4 separate regions of the Mus musculus genome follow, and regions 1, 2 and 4 are each linked to region 3. Evidence: chromatin contacts called from public Hi-C and HiChIP or PLAC-seq data. All regions are on one chromosome and are shown on one strand. The core of a region is the stretch at or near the end of the contact, and the rest is flanking DNA. Distances in the headings are between cores, read along the strand shown.

Region 1 (2,700 bases), core at 50-2,549, 430 kb after region 3:
AAACTGTTTGGTATAATTCATCCATTTGTCCCACAACTAGAGAGGAACCTGGAAGTGATGGGGCTTTAAGTTAGCTCTGTGTCATTGGGATTGGTGACAGGTGAGAATAAAGGTCCAAAAGCCAGCTGCAAGCATCCACTGACTTGTAGACCATTGATGTCACTATAAAAGAAAACCCAGATACATTCTGGGAAAGATGCTCCGTCATACAAGGATATGATGTTGTATTATGATGTTGTATACACAAGGATAAAGTAGGGTTGTCCCAGCTCTTGTGGTGTACAGGGTCATGTCTGTAAGCATACCTGTGACTCTTTCTTCCTTAAATCATGAATGGATTTCTCCCCCAGCTTCAGTTCTGAGCTGTTGCCTCATCAAAAGGACTGTATCCTCCCTCCTTTTTAAACGGGGAAGTATAAAATAAATCAATGAAGTGCTATCTGAAGGTTAAAATGAAATAGAAAAGAAACCACAGTTTTGCCTTTATAATTTGATGTTTTGGGTAGAAGGAGAAACTGGATAAGAGAGACAAAGGGAAGGTTTTTTTAAAGCAAGATTCTGGCTCCTCTCATAAATAGCTTATTAACTCCCTACTGCTGCCTAAGAAGAAATTTGCCAGTTCAGTCAGATGGTTTGCTATATCTCAGTGTGTCAAAGGGACCCAATTCCTAGTCAGACAAATTTCATCAATGCCAGCCATTTAGCAAGAATCAGGAAAAGTGCTACCTAGATCTCTGGGGACTCCTGAAACTACAACCTGTTGGTAAGATTGTCTGACTTTTCTAATGGAAAAACTGCGATTCCTTCAACTGGAACACAAAGGGCAGAAGCATGCTTTAGAATGAGTTAGTATCCTTCCCCACATCAAATCACAAGGCATAAATTTTACTCCGTTTCACGGCTAAATCAGCAGGTGTCTCAGGAAACTAGACTGATCGTGGCATGACCCAGAGGGATCCTTCTTTTTAAGAGTTCAGCCCTGTGCAAAGGAGATCCAAGTCCTGGAAATGCCCCCTGGCTTCCTATGGAAGCTCAGCCTGAACATTCAGTCTCAGAAAGCTGGTTCCAGCCTCCTCATCCTGTCTGTGAGGTCCAGATCCTGGGCAGATGTCTCTCACCATATGCTGGAGGTGATTTAACAAGGCCAAGTGGGCAGCCTGGCCAGAGGCACTCTGGAGCTCTGGGTTACGCCTAGCAAAAGCGCACTGCTGCCGCCTGCCCGGCTGTCCCAGCCTGGCCGCTCCTTCCTGGAGAAGAGACAGCAGCCGCGATTACAGATGCCAAGCAGCGGAAGATATTTTTAAAGCTGCAGCATCTGGCTCCTTGGCAGCCTTTATCCGCTGGTGGGCTGGGTGTTTTGGAGTCGCCTCTGGGCACTTCGCATGGTTTGGCATCTGATTATTGTCTGGGCCGCCTTTTAGAGCTGAGCTGTGGTTGTGGGGTGGGGGATCCCTGACACCCACTGTTGGTGGTGACCTGGGTCTCCCCTCTCAGTGACATCAGTATGTTTCTGCATCTTTTGCGGTTTTTTTAAACTTCCTTTTTAAAAAGTGATAAAAGAAAGATCATTTCCCCTCTGCCAGAGTGGTTTTGAATGGATAGAGCCAGCAGCTCGCAGCTGCCCAACGGTGCCCACACTGGCCTCTTTCCTACTGACTCAAAACAGGCTTTCTTGGCATTCAAACTTCCCTCAGGCTTCACTGTTCCTCTAATGTCTCCCTGGAGAGGGAGGGGTCTACTTTTTCTTTCTTCCTTCCTTTTTCCTTTTAATCCTGTTTTTGCAAGAGATTCTGAGACTTCCTGCACATGTCTAAATACTCTCTCTCTCTCCCTCCCCCCCTCTCTCTCCCTCCCCCTCCTCTCTCTCCCTCCCCCCCTCTCTCTCTCTCTCACACACACACACATACACACCACCCACAAAGAAGGAAAGAGAAAGAAGGCAGACAGGAAGGAAGAGAGGGAGGGAGGGAAGGAAGGACAGAAGGAGGGAGAGAGAGAAAGGAAGGAAGGAAGGCAGAGAGGGAGGGAAGGAAGGAGGGAAGGAGGGAAGGAGGGAAGGAAGGAAGGAAGGAAGGAAGGGAGGAAGGAAGGAAGGAAGGAAGGAAGGAAGGAAGGAAGGAAGGAAGGAAGGAAGGGCGAGCAAGCGAGCAACACTGAATCATCTGGCAAGTTGTATTAACACATGAAACTCAAGAAGAATGAAGACTGAAGTGTGGACACTTTGCCCCTCCTTAGATTTGGGAACAAAACACCCATGGAAGGAGTTACAGAGACAAAGTTTGGAGCTGAGATAAAAGGATGGACCATGTAGAGACTGCCATATCCAGGGATCCACCCCATAATCAGCATCCAAACGCTGACACCATTGCATACACTAGCAAGATTTTATTGAAAGGACCCAGATGTAGCTGTCTCTTGTGAGACTATGCCGGGGCCTAGCAAACACAGAAGTGGATGCTCACAGTCAGCTAATGGATGGATCATAGGGCTCCCAATGGAGGAGCTAGAGAAAGTAGCCAAGGAGCTAAAGGGATCTGCAACCCTATAGGTGGAACAACATTATGAACTAACCAGTACCCCGGAGCTCTTGACTCTAGCTGCATATATATCAAAAGATGGCCTAGTCGGCCATCACTGGAAAGAGAGGCTCATTGGACTTGCAAACTTTATATGCCCCAGTACAGGGGAACACCAGGGCCA
Region 2 (2,700 bases), core at 200-2,699, 370 kb after region 3:
TTATTGTCATTGAGATTTACACTTCCAAGTCACAGACCTCCAATAAGGAAAGACAGAGCAGATTTTAAATTTGAACTTGAAGGCAAAACCATAGAGGAACATCACCTTACTGGCTTTATGGCACGCCTGTGTTTAACTAGTTTTCTTATGCAGCCTGTCTGCCTAGGGCAGTTGGGTCATGACCCATTTAGGGGATGAACAATCCTTTCATAAGGGTCACCTAAGACTATGAGAAAGCTTGGATATTTATATTAGGACTCATAACAGTAGCAAAATTGCAGTTATGAAGTAGCAAAAGAAAATATTTTATAGTTGGGGGGTCACCACAACATGAGGAACTGTATTAAATAAAAAGTCAACACATTAGGAATGTTGAGAAACACTGGCCTAAGGAATGGTGCCCTCCACAGTGGGCTGGGTTCTCCTACATCAATTGATAATTAAGATAACCCCCCACAGACATGCCTCTGCCAGCCCATCTTCTGCCATCCCTCAATTGAAACTTCATTTTCTCAGGTGATTTTAGCCTTCAAGTTGACAGTTAAAGCTAACTAGGACAGTTGTATACAACAGCTCTCAACACTAGAACCTGATAGACACAGACACCCATATGTTCTCCACTATTTTTTAAATATATTTAGGAAATATGGGGTTCTCCAGTACAAGACCTTGAGTAAAATGTAATACTGCATCTGCTCCTAGAAGCCTAGAGCCCCGGGATGGACCATGTTGAATAAGATACGTTGTTAATACAACTGTATAAAGATAGGGAGAAGGTCTCAGGCGGCATATGGGAAAGAAGACTTAGTGTCTCCGCACATGAGGGTGGGGAATGCTTTCATTTCTCATTATTTAAGAGACAGAGGACGATGATATTAGCAAGATGGTGGAATCAGAAGCACCAAATCTCATTGTCCTCATAGAAAGAGTGACTATAATATGACACATGTGAGTGGGAAATGCCTTCATGAGAACCCTAGAAATAAGTTCAAAGCCAAGAATAGTCATGCTGAGAGTGGCAAACCAAGTGCAGGGACCCGTCCTTAATCCCATCTACTTAGGAAGCTGAGGTAAGACGAACACAAATTCAAGACCAGCCTGAATAGTACTGGTCGATCTGGAAAAAAAATAAGGAAACTAGGAGGGAGTGTGGAAGAGAGGGGGAGGGGTAAAAGAGGTGGTAGATATAAAGAGAAGATGTAGTAAAAGATGCCGTTCCATATCAAACGTCTCCTTTTCCAGAGTGCAAAAGTCCAATTATCAGTCTCTTCCTTGGGGGGCGGGGGGGAGGGCAAAGAGAAAAATAGATTTTGCATTCAAAGTCTCTTCTCTCGAGGAACTAATTTCCTTCTCACATACTTCACAGTGTTCATGCCTAGGGGCTGCAGAGAACAAAAGTGAGCTCGGCAGCTCATGTCAGTGCCAGGGAACTTGTAATACCACAAACAGAAACTGGCACAGCCTGCCACCTAGGGAGTGAGAGCCCAGCTTGTGGCTCTGGGAGTGGAAGGGGTGAATGGAGCGGACATGTGTCCAAAAAAGAAAAAATCCCAGCTCTTCAGGGACCTTCAAAGAGACTGGTTTCTGGCTTACCCAACACAGGTTCCTGATGGTCCCCAAGGCCTCAGGGAAAGGCACATAGTTTAGCACGTTGGAACTTGTAATACTACAGATAGACACTAGAGGGAGGAAGAGATTACAAACTGAAGACTAAGCCAGCAAAACTCTGCCGGGCTTATTCATGAAAGCATAGAAAAATGTATCCCTAGACAAATTTGACGAGGTTCTGGAATCTTGACCTCAAATGACTGTGGAAGTCTTTCCTTGTACATAGTTGAAGTAAAATGATATAGAGGCAGGTGTGTTTCAAATGTACAACCAAATACAAAGGTACAAGGCATACATAAAAACCTGAGAAATCATGGCCCAACCATAGGAACAAAAGAATCTCCAAAGCCTAACTTCAGGTAATGGAGTTAAGTGAATGACCAAATTAAGAATTCAAAATATCCATGTTACATTCAATCAACTCACAAGAACATAATGAATAGAATAACAGTATCAAGTCTCTCTCTTTTTTTTTTTTTAAATAACCAAACAGTGATTTCAAAGCTAAAGAACACAGAATAGAACTGAAAATTCACAATGGTAGTAACTTCATTCACAAGATAGAATCAGCAGTCACAAAGACATTGACATTATCCAATCAGAAGCATAGTAAAAATGAACACAAAAAGAGAATAAAACAATCCTACGGAAATGAGAGGCTATCATAAAGTAGAGTGGTTAGGAAAGAAAGCGATGGGAGATTGCCATAGAGTTTATTGGGTTCTTGGATAAATTCCTAGTGCTAAAAACAATAAACAAAGATGAGAGAGAGAACAGAAAAGAGGCAGATAATAAGATGGTGTGAATAAGTGACCCTGTGAGGGAAAATGGACATCTAGATGTCTAAAGGACCCTAGCTGTGATTAAACCAAAGAAGCGCATCTGAGAAATTACAATCACATTGTCAACAATCAAAGATAGGGGATTTTGTAGGCACAGAAATAAAAGTGACTTGTCACATACAAAGACAGCCTGGTAAGAATAAGAAGGGATTTCACATTGCAAGCTTGCGGGGCAAACGGAAACACAATGATATGTTCAAGTGCTAAAGAAAAATAGTGTCAATCAAGAATACTACATATGGCTATAGTC
Region 3 (2,700 bases), core at 125-2,624:
TCCAACAAAACTCAACTCTAATCCATATTAAAACTCTCTAAAAATTTGTTTCCTAGAAACACTCTAACGGTTATAAAAAGTAATATTGGAAAAGGTACATTTAATGACTAAACTGAAATGGTTTCTTTTAGTATTGTCTGTAGGAGTTTGGTCTGGTGCTGCTTGTATTTAGATGCTAAATACTGTACCCCAAGATCTGGTTGCCCCAAGATGAATCCTCATGTACACCTCACATGCAAATCTTGCTCACTGGTAGAGAGAGGGGGAAGGGAAGAAAGGAGAGCAAGAGAGGAGGAAGCCATGATGAGAGGAGATAGAGCATGAGCACGTGGGCAGGAGAAGAGCAACTAACAAGGATCATGTGGCGGCTGGGATGTGAGTGAGAATCATGCCAATGCCTGCCCGATCTAGGCGTACAGCTTGGAAATTAAATACCTGGATTCTGTGTCTTTTGTGTGGGCTGGCTTGAATAAATAATTAAATTTACAATTGTCAGAATGGATTGTAATTCATACAATCAAACAATGAAAAAATAATAATGTGTATGTTGGACTACAGTAAGGAATACCATCTTCATTTATAAACACTTAGCTGTACAGAAGTTTTAGGTATCGATAGTGTACCTGCAGTAGATATTAAGTTATTATATAAAATTTCAGCATTTAATAATCTTTTTTTTCTCTCTCTATGTATGTATGTATGTATATATATATGTATATATATATTGTGTATGATCAATTTAATAAAATTGTATAATAATATAATTTATAATTGCACACAAAAATGTATTTAAGGGATTTTATAACAATTTTATTTATAAGAACACAAACCTGAAAGCTACTCCACATTCCCAGCAAGCAGCTTAATGATAAGTATGTTATAAACCCAATGTAGAATCACTGGGCAAACCATAAATTCCAGATACATGCAAAAACCTGATTACACTTAAAAAAACCAGCCATGTAGAAATCATATATAATATATAAGTACATAATATATTTAACCAAAATTCTAGTTCCATAAAAGATGATATGTAAACAAACAAACAAACAAACAAAAACAGAAAACTGGTGGCCATTCTGTGTCTGGCGGTACCAGCTGAGGACTGAAGGAGAAAATGGAGGTGCTGTGGATGCAGATGACGTCAGCATTCTGAGTTGTACAGAGGTGGGGCTATATAAGCATCTCTACTTATACTAGCTGACTAGAGTTTGTCAAGTTTGTATATTCTTTGTCACATGAAATCTGTGTGCCAATTCAAATGAAAAGATAAAAATATGTGGAAATAGAGGGGGAAAGTAGGAAGGACAGAGAGTGGGAGAAAGGGAGAAACAGTCCCATAAATTCAAGAATATCTGAGGCAACAGCCAAGAAAGGAAGAGAGCAGGCCCTGGGAGCGTCAGGCTGTTTCAGAACCCTGCAGCTATTTAAAGATGCCAAACAAAATCCTGAAGCAAAAAGAAAACATAGTTTTTGAGATGCAAAAAGCAGAAAGTGACCTCTGACCTCTGACTTCTGATCTATCCGCTTAGATAGCATTTGGAAGTTAAGAGTTCATTTTCAGGAATTAATTTGTATAGTTCTCTTGTTCAGTCCCTTTAATTTGGAAAATAAAAGTCACTCCAAATTGCCCACTGTATTTCTGCCAAACTCTCATGTGAAGAATTGGGTGGCAGGTGTTTCTTTCTGTAGTCATTCTTAGGAGGGTTTGTTCCCATGTTTGAATGGAGTCACTTGTGCAACTTCCCCCTCCCCCAGATCTTTCATTGCAGCCTGGCCTGGAATCTATTCTTCTGGAGTACGGTGGAATGTTCGCCCATTTATAATTGCTGCAATCCTTCATTTCTCTCTCTCCGTTGCTTTGCTGTGCCAAGCACATCAGAGCTAAATTCTTGGCAAAGGATTTTTTGCTTGTAATAGTACAAAATACATTTTACTATGCCCTTCAGTGTGTGTCCTGAAGGGAGATGAAGAAAAGCCTGAAATAGCTGAGGGAAGATCTTCTCATGAAGAGTAGCTGATATATGGAAGTAACCTGCTACAGCTAAATCAAGTACCTCCAGATGTGGCAACAAGACCAACAAAAATTACCTTTAGTGAAGGCAACACCAGAAACCAAATTGTAAAATACGTTAACTCAAACGCTGCACCTAATTCTTATCATTACAAAATGACGGTCATTTTTATTTCTTCTTTGTTTTAAATGGTAACTTTCAAACTTAAAGACAAATACTAAGTAACTTGGCTAAGGTTGTTTAAAAAGTAGGCTTAGAGGTTTTATGTGTTCAAATCCAACCCCAGTGTGCTTTGTCCTAGTTCAAATTGCTTTATCATTCCACCCCCCCCAAATCTCTCACCAACACCTGTCACTTGAATGAATATGTTTTGAGTGAAAAGCGTTTAGAAGAGAAAGCCCCTATGAGAAGTAGCAGAGATATTGTAGGACAAAGCCATTAAAACATGTTGTTCTAGAACATCTGAATTGTTTGAGAGCCACAGGAAACAAGGAAAACAAAATGTAATTGACAAAACATACATACATACACACATACATACATATAATGGATATATACATTACATATAATACATGCACATATACTAGATAGATAGATAGATAGATAGATAGATAGATAGATAGATAGATAGATAGATAGATAGATAGATAGATAGATGGAGCTGTGCTCAAATTAATAAATCATT
Region 4 (2,700 bases), core at 161-2,660, 470 kb before region 3:
CAACACTGTAGGAGAGAAGCAAGATTCCCATTTTCCTTCCCCCTATCCCTTCTTCTTTTCTGCCAATAAAGGACAGGCACAGGGAGCAGAGTCATCAATCTACATTCTCAATGTCCACAGGGAAAAGAGAGATGGATTTTGGAAGAACAAATTGGACTTGTCTGAGAGAACACATAGTGAAGAGTCACATCTCAGAAGGTGTCCAAGCCCAAGGAAGCCCAAGGAATCTCTGCTTAGAGCTGGCTCCTTGAAAGCAGAAAATGAGCTTCAGTTATAATCTTCTGGGGATTGGCTAACTAACCAGAACTTTGGAATTCTGATGAGACAGATTCTCAGTCTAAATCTCCCTTTGCAAGAACAGAAAACTGTGTGGGATAGTAGTGTGTGGGCTTTAGGGATTGGTACCAAGTGCCAATTGCTCTTTACAAGATAAATCTCCCTTGGCCTTTGTCAGAGCTCAATCTGCCTATGAATTTTCCTGGACTCTATCCTCAGAAGCACCATCTGCTAGTGATTGTCCTACCATCTGACCACTTACCCTTTGTCAATTGCCCTCTTCTGGGCAACCCCACTACCAGTTGGAGTCTACCCATTGTCCATTTTGGAAAAACTGAGTCTGAAGAGCAACAAAACAGAAGGGGGAGAGGGAAACAATGCACTGTGTAAAGATCCAAGGCCAAGATGTGATGTGGGAAGGCCTGGAGTCTTTGCTCAGAACCTGGGGCGGGAGCATGTGGCCAAGCCAGAGCCATATTGTGTCCCAGGCAGCCTGATGGCTCCACAAATAATATTGATGCCTTTTGTTTGGAAACTTTTGAGGCAGCTTCCCACTTTCCAACAAGCCGTGGTAAATGCTGGGCCCTCCCCAAACCACTTTGCCTTTTGCATGGTTTCTGGCCAACTGCGCAGGCAGATGAGGCCCCTCAATGCTAATGAGGGAAAGGGCTGGCATTCCTGAGTCACCCAGCTCTGGGAAGCTCGCCTTTGTTGCTAAGGAGCATTGGAACTGTAGCTGAAAGGCTCATAAAGACAGAGAGGAGAGGGAGAAAAGAAAAGCACACACTTGTTTCCAGAACTTCACAGTTCCCTAGATGGCACCAAAGCTCTCCAGTTTCTGATCCCAATTAGAGTATCACCCCCATCTTTATTGTTCCTCTTAATGATCTTGGGAAATTCTTCAAGTTAGAAAACACTTAGCAAACTTTGGACTATTTTATCACTTTAGTTATGCTTTTGTGTCTGTGAACATACCACCTCCAGGTGGCTGAGAATGCCTTGTTACTGGCTCAGAGGGGTATGGAGCTGAGAGAAAGCAGCTGGGGTTTGCTAATGTTCATGTGTGGGCTCCATTCAGTAGGTGTTCACCAGTGACCCACATGGTCAAGGATCTGGGCATTGGTGCTGATGACAAAGTAGAAGAGGCTATGTTGGATTTGCTGCCAGTCTTGCTGGACAATGAGGCCATTCATACAGGGGTGTTGTACTAGTTGTTTGCTGCCAGTGTGGCCTACATAGCATTGCTGGACTTGGAATTTACACAACAGTTTTTCACTCCTGGCTTAGTCACTCTCACTAGGCCTGTTGGAACCAAAGTGATTTCAGTAGTACCCTGAGCTTCAGTTTTTTCAACAGTAGAATGGGCATAGTAATGCCAACCTATTTTGTAAAGTAAGAGAAGCAATTACAGGTGGGAGGATAATGTAAAAGGCAGTTTCTGCTGACCAGGAAAGCACTCTGAAAATGATCCAAACGCTAGTTTCAATATCTGGAAAAAAACTAATAATTAGGCCTGTTGTGAAGGGAAGAATTGTATAAAAATAGAGGATACTTGTTTCCTCTGTGGTACTTCTCTGTGGCATTCAAGATACACTGCTAAGCCATTGATGCAATATCTCATTTAATATGAATGGAATGGTGTTGCTCTACTAAAAAAGTGAGTTGCTCAAGGCTATATGGTATGAGAGAGTCTGATCCAGCTGAGAAAATGCCTCTATCCTTTATTCTCTTCATCTTTAAAGATGAAGTTTGTGATCCTTGGAAAGTTACTCTCTCTCTCTCTCTCTCTCTCTCTCTCTCTCTCTCTCTCTCTCTCTCTCTCTCTCTCTTACACACACACACACACACCACTGTATCATCTCTAAAAAGCTTACTGCATACTGTCACCCACTTAGGAAGGTCCTACTGCAGGAAGCTTATCAACCAACAGACACTGGTCTTTATTTCTCTATCTTTATTAGAATTCCACAGTGACACATAATGAGTATTCAATAAGCCACTATCTGAAAATAATAAAAAACAACAAATGCCACAATGACATTTTGAAGTGTAATGACATCATAGCATATTACTATTTATGTCAATTTGTTGGCTTCATAGCAGACCTCCTATAACCTCTACTGTCACATTGTTACCTTAATAAATAATCTTCTCTATGGATTTAAATTTTATTTCCTTAATTTTTACTCATATAAAAGTAATGAGTATACTCTCATGATATATATACAAGCAGACAGATAAGCATACAGACAACCTCCAAACCAAGATTCCCTTCTTGCCTAAATTCTAACCGTGCTGTGACCATGTAGTCTGACTTTATGAAGCATGACCCTAATTCAGAAACTTCACCCCTGCCTCTGAGGCCTCTTTGTGATTGTCCATGTATTCACCCCCTGCTTTGTTGACCATTGGTTATAAGTTCCC

The links. A called contact is a pair of places that touch in the nucleus more often than the background predicts. HiChIP or PLAC-seq counts read pairs in DNA pulled down with a chosen protein or histone mark.
Region 1: a contact with region 3 is called in an H3K4me3 HiChIP or PLAC-seq map of neural progenitor cells, with 8 times the contacts expected there. The contact joins two enhancer-like sites. A contact is called at or near these places in 2 of 115 datasets of contacts at active chromatin or transcription factors (neural progenitor cells and stem cell-derived neural progenitor cells).
Region 2: a contact with region 3 is called in a Hi-C map of stem cell-derived neural stem cells, with 2.2 times the contacts expected there. The contact joins two enhancer-like sites.
Region 4: an H3K27ac HiChIP or PLAC-seq map of neural progenitor cells shows a contact between it and region 3, with 7 times the contacts expected there. The contact joins two enhancer-like sites. A contact is called at or near these places in 2 of 39 promoter capture datasets (the C10 cell line and liver), 1 of 484 Hi-C or Micro-C datasets (neural progenitor cells) and 3 of 115 datasets of contacts at active chromatin or transcription factors (astrocytes, neural progenitor cells and stem cell-derived neural progenitor cells).

Annotation. Positions count from the first base shown.
Region 1 is chr4:97,617,547-97,620,246 of GRCm38.p6, forward strand. It overlaps a transcript of Nfia not described here. Among named protein-coding and RNA genes, the nearest start is that of E130114P18Rik, 34 kb to the left of the region's middle. Within about 2 kb of position 1,300, at least 90 of the 459 cell types and tissues checked have an H3K27ac peak or open chromatin away from gene starts, as enhancers often do. A contact at or near this core is called in neural progenitor cells and stem cell-derived neural progenitor cells, where this site is marked.
Region 2 is chr4:97,563,287-97,565,986 of GRCm38.p6, forward strand. No RefSeq gene overlaps it. Among named protein-coding and RNA genes, the nearest start is that of E130114P18Rik, 20 kb to the right of the region's middle. Within about 2 kb of position 1,450, at least 8 of the 459 cell types and tissues checked have an H3K27ac peak or open chromatin away from gene starts, as enhancers often do. A contact at or near this core is called in stem cell-derived neural stem cells, where this site is marked.
Region 3 is chr4:97,191,652-97,194,351 of GRCm38.p6, forward strand. No RefSeq gene overlaps it. Among named protein-coding and RNA genes, the nearest start is that of Gm40207, 220 kb to the right of the region's middle. Within about 2 kb of position 1,375, at least 27 of the 459 cell types and tissues checked have an H3K27ac peak or open chromatin away from gene starts, as enhancers often do. A contact at or near this core is called in neural progenitor cells, stem cell-derived neural progenitor cells and stem cell-derived neural stem cells, where this site is marked.
Region 4 is chr4:96,718,356-96,721,055 of GRCm38.p6, forward strand. No RefSeq gene overlaps it. Among named protein-coding and RNA genes, the nearest start is that of Cyp2j5, 56 kb to the left of the region's middle. Within about 2 kb of position 1,411, at least 60 of the 459 cell types and tissues checked have an H3K27ac peak or open chromatin away from gene starts, as enhancers often do. A contact at or near this core is called in neural progenitor cells and stem cell-derived neural progenitor cells, where this site is marked.